Regions from separate parts of the Salmo salar genome. Here region 2 is linked to region 1. The links are chromatin contacts, called in public Hi-C maps. All regions are on one chromosome and are shown on one strand. Each heading gives the region's core, a stretch centred on a gene start, on an enhancer-like site or on the middle of the called end of the contact. The rest is flanking DNA. Distances are from core to core; before and after follow the strand shown.

Region 1 (5,625 bases), core at 1,240-3,739:
ACTGACCTCAGGGCAAAAGCGTAGAGAGAGGATGTGGTGGGACGAACCACAGACAGTCGCAGTACAGGCGTTATGCTGCGTCTTTCCTGCACTGCAGGTTTAGATAGTCGCACAGAGCAGCAACGTAAACACAGTAGAGGGCTGCAAGATGGAGGATGCACAGACTTGCGGAAGCCCTGCCACTCTCCTCTACACAAGACATAACATGCCAAACCGAGCAAGGCCGTCCAATCCAGACTGCCAGAGAGGCATTGTGAAGGGACACTCAATATTCCCCACTGAGATTTATATTTCTGCCCTGTTATTAGCCTGCCTGAAAGTGCTGAAGGTGTCACGTTACACACTGTGTAGGCAGGAGAGGGCACAGAAGGACCATGTCAAATAGTGGCACTGCCATGACCACAAATAGGCTAAAACTCAGGAGACTTGGGCCAGGACACAACAGGAACCACAGTCTCTGAACCTGTGTAAAAGAGGCTCACTTAGACAGCTGAAGACAGGGCACACCGGATGGCACAGATTGGCTGCCTTGAACAGGAAATCCCAGCTCCCAACACAGCTCCTGACCTCACTGACCCAGGCAGGACACAATTTCCTGTCTCAGGCTTACACACTACAACAGGACACTGTGGTGAAAATCTCCTTCTAGGCCATAAAGTTCTACAAAACCTCACCCTAAAGCTGAAACTACCGTGGGAAGTGTACCAAGCGTATACATCGCGTAATATGTGTTGTACCAGGGTACTTATTGATTTAATACATCCAGAGGCAAGTCGTATTTACATCAAAAAATGAAGAGGCAAGAAGTTGCAAAATAACTACAGAAACTAAGACATGAAATTGGCGCTTCCAACGTCTTGACAAAGGTGGTGGGGGATTACATGCATTGCTGCGTCTGCAATGAATTTCAACGTGAACGCCCAACAAGCTGAAGAGCTCAGAGTATCTCTGTAAGAAAATACAGCCAGCAGCTCCACTGCAGTGTTTTCAACAGAACTGATACTGCACCAAAACGTTATCAACCACAGTCTACTCCAAGTACAGTAGTCGTCTGTTAGGATTCTTGCCCTTCTTTTCATGCTCTCCCACAACCAGAAGTCAAAGCCTTACTGTTGTGACTTCTTGTTGACTTCATTTGCATACCATTCCGCAGCCACTCAAATGATAGAGCCTGTCAAGCAATGGTATTGGGACTACTATAGGAATTAACTCAAAAACACTGCACACCTGTATTACTTTGATGACAACCATAATGATATTCTTGTTAGGACAGAGTAAATGACACATTTCACAGTAACTGTGTTAATACATTACAGCAAAATATTCTAATCAAATGACAAATCCTGGATCTATGGACCATGAGTCGACTAGAAAACAAACACAAACACATTGCCAAAACGAGGAGAAGTCAAGCAACTTTGGAGAGCATTAATGGTCAATTATTACGAGGCAAGTCTTAGCTAATCTCACCACTGCATTACACATCAACATAACCAAATATTTCATTCCATCTCGGTGTATTTTTCCAAAAAGAAATATGTAGATGAGTTTCATGAAATAACGTCACTGGCAGTGATGCATCATCCCTTGAACACATGGTGTTATTCTTTTTAAACAACAACATAGATCAATCGCCTGAAGAGAAGTGTAGGCTATTACATGGATGGCACTGAAGCGTTTCAAATACATTTCAGAGAATATCCCAACTACCTATGCAACGAAATATCTAGCTATAACATCAACAGGATCTGTAGGTCAACAAACTACTCGCAGGCTAGTATGCCACGGTTTTCGCCTAGATTAAGCCCTTACTTGTCATCTTGCAAGTTAAACGCGTACTGTTACGCAGTTAGAATGCTGGACTGGGGGAGGGGTCAGCTAGCTTCATAACACATTTCTTCGACTCGAGCATGAAGCCATGTTATCTAGTTAGCTAGACAGCTATGGCTAACGGCATAACAAGCTAGTATATCTAGTTCACTAACAAACACAGCTAGCTAGCCAACTAATGTTATTGCGTCTTACCTTCAACAGAATCTGAGTTACGTCGACAAGCTTATCCCAGATATTCCTGTCCGATGCTTGTTTTTCCCATTTGAGGCCCTCTGGTTCAGCAATCTGCCGTCCGTAGACATCCAAGAAATACTGCAACCATCTCAGTTGAAAATCAGACAACTTGAAGCTAACGTTAGCAAGCTACGCTAGTTAGCTAGCTAATATTTGTAGGCTAGTGCTAAGTAACGTTAGCTTGCTAATTCCTGTACACCAACAATCGACACATACAGCTTAAAATCTTCTCGAAAACGTCCTTGTACAATTTTATTTTGTGACCATGGTCTGAAATGAAGCTTTGTATGCCCAGTAATCAAAACTGGAGCCTTGAAAGGTCAATTTAAAGTAGCTAAAAACGATATTTTGTTTCGGCTTAATCTTCATTAACTACCCCTTACAAACTGTTTCCAGACGGGCTTTGGCTTCGATATGGGGCTGAAGGAAAGAGAAAGATGCCAAATGAAACACTGATTGTGATTGGCTCTTGAATGTGGGCGGGTACTATTTGTGCACCGATGAAACTGGCGCCATTATGGATCAAATCAATGTACTAAATCTACATTGACACAATAATCTGAAGGCGCGAACATGGTTGACCGAGTACTTCAGTTTCCATGTTTGGGGACACATCTCCATTATACAGATGGGAGAAAAGCAAAGGAAATGGAGTACGAAGGCTGGGTGCACTTGATTGACCTCGCCCAGCGTGATGGAGTAAGACACCTCTTATCGTATTATTATTCACGTGAACAAACATATTATTGCACACTTAAATCTTATCGTACTCCTACTCATGATGTCAGTTGAACCATAGCACCTTTACAGATAACTAGCAGCCTAGTATGACCCAAATGTCCTGATCACAGGTAGGACAGGTCTGAATAGCCTATTTCACTTCCAAAACACTTTTTCTCAGTGCAATCATCACTACATGATTTCTTAACAACAGTCTCAATGTCATGTTGTTGTTGTTGTTGATGATCTCTGCACACTTTCAAAGTCAGACAGGTTTGGGTTGTTTGGTAATGCATATCGATTGCACCGATAGAATAGCGACCTCTGCTGGGCGGCAACATGACATGCACGGAGATGTAAGAAGAGCTATCATTGGTTAAGAGAAAAAATAAATATCTTGAATCTGTTTTCTCATTGGCTTATATAAATGTTCGTCACGGTGATGGGGTGAGCCTTTATTTTGACTCTTTCAGAGCATAATTTGTTTTTAGGTCCTCTACAATATTAAATGGACATACACGTTGTACTGCATGCTTTTAGGAGTTATTTTTGTGACATGCTTTGTAAACAACAGGTGTGGACTAAAAGTGAAATGCTTGCTTACTAACGGGCCCTTCCCAACAATGCAAAGAGAAAGAAAATAGAAAAATAATAGTAAATAGTAATGTAAAACACATAATACAAATAATAATAGATACACAATAAGTTGATGTGCAGGGGTACGAGTTAATTGAGGTAGATATGTACATATAACTAGAAATAAAGTGACAGATAATAAACAATAGCAGCAGTGTATGTGATGAGTCAAAAAAACGTTTGTGCAAAAAGAGTAAATGCAGATAGTTGGGTAGTTATTTGGTTAACTATTTAACTAATCGGTACCGCTATTTGGTTACCAATTTAACTAATTGTTACCACTTGTTGTATGGTAGCAGAGAGAACAGTTTATGACTTGGCTGGAGTCTTTGACCATTTTTAGGGCCTTCCTCTGACACTGCATAGTATAGAGGTGCTGGATGACAGGGAGCTCGACTCCAGTGATGTACTGGGCCTCACGCACTACCCTCTGTAACACCTTGCGGTCGGATGTCAAGCAGTTGCCATACCAAGCAGTGATGCAGCCAGTCAAGATGCTCTCAATGGTGCAGCTGTGGAACTTTTTGAGGATCTGAGGGCCCATGCTAAATCTTTTCAGCCTCCTGAGGGGGAAGAGGCGTTGTCGTGACCTCTTCATGACTGTGTTGGTGTGTTCAGACCATGAAAGATCCTTAGTGATGTGGACACAGAGGAAGCTCTCAAACCGCTCCACTTCAGCCTTGTATTAGGCTACCACCGAGTATATCATTTTTGGTATTACCTTAGTCTACCAGGCTATCAGATTGTATCAGGTATTTCTTAGGCAGGGCAGCTTTTGCAATCACAATGTCATGCACCAACCTTTATGAACAAGAAAACAACAACAAACCTTTCCAAGCTGTTTCACCATGATTTTACTGCTATAAGTCAAATATAAACACAATGTATCCTCTGGTGGATACTTTTGTAACTACAGCAGATAAGTCCATATAGACTTTATTTAACATACACGAGAGGCAGATACAGTAAAATACAATGATTTATCAGCGCACATAGCCAATAATACGTTTATTTTTGTATTTTCTGACAGTTAGCATCTATTCTATGGGCCATTTTATTTCAATGAACGTGTTTGCTGGATGTAAAAATTCTGCGCAGGTAGAACGCTCATGAAGCAACGTCGTGACGTAATCAGACAAGGGTTCAGTAATAACTTTTCTATATATATATTTAATGACAATAAATGAGAGATTTTCCGCAAATTGAAAGTTATGTCTATCTCAGCGTGAATATATATAATCAAATCAGATATATACATTATCTTTGGTCAAACGAACTATAGCTCTTGGGGTTAAAGTTCGAAGTTCAGCAAATACTTTTTAATTGCGTCAGGATAGGTATGTGCTTATCTGTTCTCGTGGTCAGCTGAACAAGGGATTTGACCCATTTAATTCACTGACCTTGCTGTAATGGTACAAATTCGTACCAAAACAGAATGATGGGTACATCTACATTTCAGAGCATATCAGAGGATTTGTGAACGAAATCTTGTCGTATAAGATGCAGAGACAGTTGTACATATACTGAGGACGGATCAGTGTGCGGAGTGATATGTCTTTAATGTAGCAAACCATCTTTATTATACTTGTGATGTTGAATAACAACAGTTAGCTAACTATTTAGTTAGCTTTTTTTGATAATAAAATACCGCGCTGACCACTACTGCAATCTCGAGCTCGAAAGCCCAATGTCATTACTGACGTTTGCTAGCCAGGTAGTGAATGCACTGTTAATGGTGACCATGTCAGTTTTTATTAGCTAGCCAGCTGTACTGTGGTTGTATTTAACCTGTGCGAACGTTAGGTAGGTAGCCTAGCTTTCAGTGTAATGGCAGCTCTGCGACGTGCCAGTTCTTGTAGAAGTTACAAGACCATAATATGGACCGTGTCAGGACGCAGCAACTGTCAATTTGTCAACAAGCGTCCAAACAACGATGGCGCCAAACTGCAGCAATCGACATGTATGAACTGTAAAAGATTATCAGGCTCACTTCGTCCATTTGTGACTCAACCACATAATGGCCTCAACCCTGGAATCATTCAGGTTAGTTGCCTGTCTTTGTTTCCACCATGACAATAGCTGACTGTCATTCATATCACAATGGTCATGCCAACCCCTCTGTTTATCTACTGTAGCTACTGTAACTGTGAACAACAGAAAAAGGTCCTAGTCTAATATTATGTTACAACTTATTTCTCCAGC
Region 2 (5,625 bases), core at 1,941-4,440, 130 kb before region 1:
GTACAGCACTTGAAGAGGAAATGCTAGATCCGACTAATCTAAATACAGATAACAGATATGAAATGAACAAAAAGCCTGGGTCTGGATATTCTGTGGTTTGGCCCAGATCTGATATGGCACTATTAGTCCCCTCAGACTCAATCCCTGGGGTAAACGACTTTCATTTCCCTCATGGTTGAACGCTACATCCTAAAACAAAGCAGCAACAATTGACCGTACAGGAATGTGACACCAACTTCTAGAGCCCCAAAATCTCCCCACAACCAGCCAGGCCCAGAAAAGAACAGTGGACTAAGACAGCAGAGGTCCATTTCACTGCAGTAATGGAAATTGATGAGGGTTATCTTGTATAATTGAATTCTAATTAAGCAGTGTGGTCTGTTCTTTAATGAAGCATGGAGCAAAAGTGTGGCTGGGACGCTAAGCACCAGGGACACAGCACCCCCATCCCCCCCCTTCCCCCGAACCCTCAGAGACGTGGCACCCATGACAAACACGCACCTGGACTGTTGACTGACTCTTCAGCCGTCATCTGCATGAGAAGAGCCACCTGCTGCCGCTCAGAGAGGGGGTACCCGGCCCGGATCCCTGGCATGCCCATCCCAAACGGCAGGCCTGACTTCCTGGTGTTGGTGGGCTCCTTTTTAATGCGCTTCCGTTCCGGACCTTGCTTTTCTGCGAGGAGAGAGGGAAACGGACAATGTGAGGCCTATGGGTAGCACAGACACGCATACAAACACAGGATAGCACATTGCTCAGGTTATATCGGCGTCTACTTCAGCATGTCAAATTGAAGTGATCTCCTTTCTGACCACAACAAGTCATTGATAACACTCATTCAACATCTCCATGGCAACAGGTCAGATAAGTGTCCTCGGTGACGTTCTAAGGAACCCCCCCCAGGTAAAACCCCTACCAACTTCTAGTCTAGTTTAGCCCGCATCCATCTTCTGAGGCAGCGGATGGTGGTGGGCATAAAAACCCAGGTGCCCCATCTGATGTTATGGCTCTCTCAGGGGGTGTGACTCGGCAGAGCGACAGTGATTACAAAATGTCCGGTGTTCATTTCAACGTGGCCGAGCCAAGGTCATCACAATGGCGACTTGCTGCTGGACAAAAGCAGCTGCTCCTCAAAGACACGCCCCATCAATTATTTTCAGTGCCATGAGGAATTATCAAAATCTCCACAGCAATGTCAGTCTTACTTTACTATTGAGACACATGAATACATAAACACTCTACATTTGCAACTGCTGGACGATTTGGTGGTATGCTCCGACAATGTTTGAACAAACTGTGCTAGCTACAAGATCCTTCCAAAACGTTTTGCCATCAATAAAAACAAATGACATGGCCTTCAACTGTGTCCATGGAGACATCAACACATGCCATCTAATCAAAGGGGAGATCTACAAGCCTGCTCGCTGTAGCTCTCAACAGGGTGGATCGCTCAAGGCCACAAACACAATTAATAGGAGTAGGAAACATGGCAGCTCACGCTTCCGGTCACAAAACCCTTTCCAGAGATTTTCCATAGTCAGAGCTGATGAACTTTCACTAACATCTGTGAATACTTATGCCTAATGTACCCCCCCACCCCTGATACACACTCACATTCTGAAAGGAATTTGCCATTTAGACACATTCCTTTTATTCAGACTTAAACAGCATGAACCACAGCAGTGGATGTTTCAGACGGTGGATGTCGAGGACTGAAAACGCTACAGTTGCTTTTCCAAGCCTTTACAGTGGGCCCCAGTCAGTAATGAGCCCACTTCAGTACTTGAAAAGGGCTGCTATCAAACCACATACAAGCCTCTAATTACAATGACTTTTTCTACCAGATTTGGACATGCATTGAGTAGGCAAAGCGGCACGCAAACATGTGTGATCCATTTTCAATGTAAATGAGATAGAGTGGGAAGACAGGAAAAAAACAAAACAGCAGGATAACCCTCACACACATCCCACATGGATTACAAGGATGGAATTAAGACAGAGGCATCTGAAAATGCAATGTAAGCCCACAGATATCCATAGCTGCTTCTAATTAAACAATTAAATAAGTTATGAAACATTTTAGACTATATATACACATTGGCAAAAGGCCTATGTATACAAAGTAACTTCAACTAGGTTGATCCCTCAATCTCCCACTCTCTCCCTCTCCCACACATACAAGCATGCATGCATGCATACATATACATACATATACATACATGTACACACACAGTGAACAGTCATAGAGAAAAGTGTGCAGTCGTTTAAAAGTGTTTAGCTTGTGGAAAAGAGCCCGTTACTCTCTGCTTTCAACTGAACGATTCAAAGATCGGCTTCAAGGAAAAAAACTCAAAAACGACATTTTGTTCATTAGTCTACTGTTGATACAGTCCCAAAATGTTTTGCATGTCAGCAGTCACATTCTCAAGACATTGGAATTTCAAGAAGCAAAGTATCACTTGCGTTTTGCATCATCATGATGATGTGGCATTTGACTTTTCCTTTAACTTGAGAGATCTGATGGGAAAGTTGGAGGGAGATCAAGCTACCTCACTGTTCCCAGGAACGCCAGCCTAGGCCAGGGGCGGGGGCCACAGCAAGACAACAGTCAAGTTACAATGGGCCCATGACGCCATTGTGTTAGCCTATTGTGGAAACTTCACTATCAGCTTCCCACAGTGGGGGCAGGCAAAACCAGAACCAGCCCAACCAGAGGAACCAGGTAGGCCTAGTCCGGTTGTGGTGTCCCCAAATTCAATAGGACAACAAAGACAAGCTCGTTTTTCTTTCATTCCACTTGGGACATCAAACATGCTAACATCCTGTCTTTCTCTGAGTGACAGCTACGGATATAGTCAGACCAGTTCTGTCAGTTGGGGTTCCTGCAGCGTGGGAGAGTTATTATTATTAGAGGTAGACCTGGTGAGCTTTGTTTGCTTTACTGCAATGTGTATGTAGGACTGGCCTGTGTTATATTACGTACAACATGGGAATCAACTGTGAAGACACAAGCGAGGCGACTAGGCAGGCTGAGATCTCATGGTCAACGTGTAAACACATTAGCACCACAACTCAGTCTTCCTTCTCAGACTGAGATTGAAAACAAAGCATGAACACTACTAGCGCTTACTACCACACATGCCAACACCACCACCACCACCACCACCACCGCCGCCTAGTCACACAGCAGCCAGACATGTTCATGCTCATGTATGAAGATTACCTTCAGGAGAATGTCATGGCGTGGGATAGTGAGAGGTAATTCCCTCCTACTCAGAAGACAGGGAGAGAAGAGAGAGCTCCGTTGTCAAGCAGCCCAGTCAGACACAGCCGGCAAACAGGAAATGACGGAAGAGACCGGAAGTGGCCACAGGATGTTGTGTCACTGATTTGTTTTGTGCTTGGCTATGATGACGAGAGCCGATGGAAAGTGTCGGTGCAGAACAACAGTCTTCAGTGGTGGTAATGACAGAGAGCGAGACAGATCGGCAGAGTACCAAAGGGCTTTCTCTCACACTGGCCTATTAAAGAGCTGCCGCTTACTGCTTGACCTCCTTATCTCCATGTACAGTGTACACTGGGCCATCCTGATGTAGGGTACCGTACACAAGGGGTCAAAGACGGTCTGGAGAAACAATGGAACCTTTTCAGAACGCCTGGACAGAGTGCAACTACTAGCCTATCTAATATTCCTAGTGGAGACCGTCAAGCTCCAAAACAACTGAACCCAGACCAAATCTGATATCAAGTCAAGTAACAGTGAATAATTCATGGATCTTCCAAAGGATGGGAGATGAAATATTACAAAAACATTTCTCCCTCCAGGGATCTGAATAATGGTGGTGTGCAGCAGACAGACAGGGATGATTTGGGCTGCGGGGGAGAAGACCTCAAGCCAGCAGCCCCCCGTCCCTACTGAAAGCAGCACCTGCTGCACCTGCTGATAAGACAGGCATCCTGTATTCCTGCCATATCGTGAAGAAGATGATGTGTGTGCTAGCCTGGCAGCAGCTGATCTGCACTCATCACAGTCTTGGATCCTTCTCCCACTCTTCATAGCCTTATCCAGAGCAGTCTCCTCGCTGAGGAGCCCTGGCCATGACTCCTACACTCCCGCTGCAAGGCCTGTCGATGGTCCCCACGCCAATACAGGGTACAACAATGATCTGCTACACAAGCTACCATCTCTAGAAGAATGCCTTGCAAACTGTCAAAACAGTGTGTTCAAGATGAGAGCAAATCACTGCAATCAGCTACATCATTCATCTAACAGATGCCTCGGGGAGAAAACTTCCAGTAGAGATCGAGTGCCCAGTTAGAACCATACAAATGGATGTTATGCACACAAATAAGGCTCCACCACACACACTGACTTCACGTTATGTACTGACAGGGCAGTACTAGGCCTAGATAACTAAAATCATAGAACACTGTCATCTTGTGGGTTTGGAGCAAAGACAACAAATGCCGAATGCAGCAAATCCCTGGTAAGAAAATGACCGACAGCATGAATTCCACAATTCAAATGAAGTATGTAGCCTAGTCTACGTTAGATGAGTTCCCTGTGTCCCTCTACTGCCGGTTTCCATCAAAACTAGCCAAATAATAAGGGGATGTGAAGGGTCTGACTTGCTCATCTTTCATAGCTGAACAATACAATCAAAAATAGTCACACCGTACATTTCTCAAAAGCCAATATGTTACGAATTCAACACCATCTTTTTGTTTAGCTGCCTCAAGCTATAGCTTCAAAACATTATCTCATAGGCCAATTATGGTAATTTGTGTTACGGATGCCATGCAAAACCACTGAGTACATAGCATAGCCTCAGTCTGAACTCTCCATCAGCACACTAGCACTAGGACCTGGAAGCACAGGGGTGTATTCTCCCAGCAGCCCCGCAGCACAGTGAAAACAACAGACAAGTAGTTCCTTTTCTGAGCAGAAGAGGAGCCACGCTGGACTGACTGCCATACCCTCAGACAGATTGAGAAAGAGATAGAGAGACCGAGCGAGGAGGGCGAAAGAGAAAATAGCTATGAAGTCATTAAGGAGGTTTCTGTTTCATCACTCGCTCTCTCTGTGTTGTTTTTTTCCACTCAGGATGAGGGTGGAGAAATGTGAAGCTCTCTCTCCTTCAGGGGGTCATATGAAGCCCAGCCCACTAGGAGAGGACTGTACAGCCTGCACTTTCCTCAAAGTTCACTACTGGAATCCCTGTGGCGGTTTTTCCCAGGGTTCAGAATCCCTCTGTGGTCTCTTGACATTCATCTCCACCAGACATAAGGCCTGCAGCAGCACAGCCGGACCAGACTCCTCTAGCAGAACCTGGGTGGCAGGACCACCTCTGGTCTTTTCTGCAGGCACAAGGGAGCAGGCCAGGGGCACACAACCCCTCCATACACGGGCCTACTGGGCCACAGTCTAGACTCTATCCCCACAATGAAGGGCCAAAGAAAGAGAGTTCACCATATCAAGGGGAGATACAGGATCATTAGAAAGACACCAATGTCAGGGGGAGGGGACAGCTGCAAAGTGCTTAACAAATTCCTTAGGGTATAGACTACAGGTCAACCGATTAGGATTTTTCAACGCCGATGCCGATTATTGCAGGGCCATAAAAA

What was found. A called contact is a pair of places that touch in the nucleus more often than the background predicts.
Region 2: a Hi-C map of gill shows a contact between it and region 1, with 3 times the contacts expected there. The contact joins the enhancer-like site here to the promoter of LOC106562161 in region 1. A contact is called at or near these places in 3 of 3 Hi-C or Micro-C datasets (blood, gill and muscle).

The regions. Positions count from the first base shown.
Region 1 is chrssa11:15,292,542-15,298,166 of Ssal_v3.1, reverse strand. LOC106562161 (ankyrin repeat domain-containing protein 11) reads right to left here and starts at 2,489. Exons shown (of 14, transcript XM_014126847.2): 1 at 2,026-2,489. LOC106562177 (paraplegin) reads left to right here and starts at 4,747. Exons shown (of 17, transcript XM_045689073.1): 1 at 4,747-5,466; 2 at 5,625. The coding sequence starts at 5,251.
Region 2 is chrssa11:15,422,661-15,428,285 of Ssal_v3.1, reverse strand. LOC106562161 (ankyrin repeat domain-containing protein 11) reads right to left here. Exons shown (of 14, transcript XM_014126847.2): 6 at 502-675. Among protein-coding and RNA genes, the nearest start is that of LOC106562160, 22 kb to the left of the region's middle. Within about 2 kb of position 3,190, at least 2 of the 13 cell types and tissues checked have an H3K27ac peak or open chromatin away from gene starts, as enhancers often do. A contact at or near this core is called in gill, where this site is marked.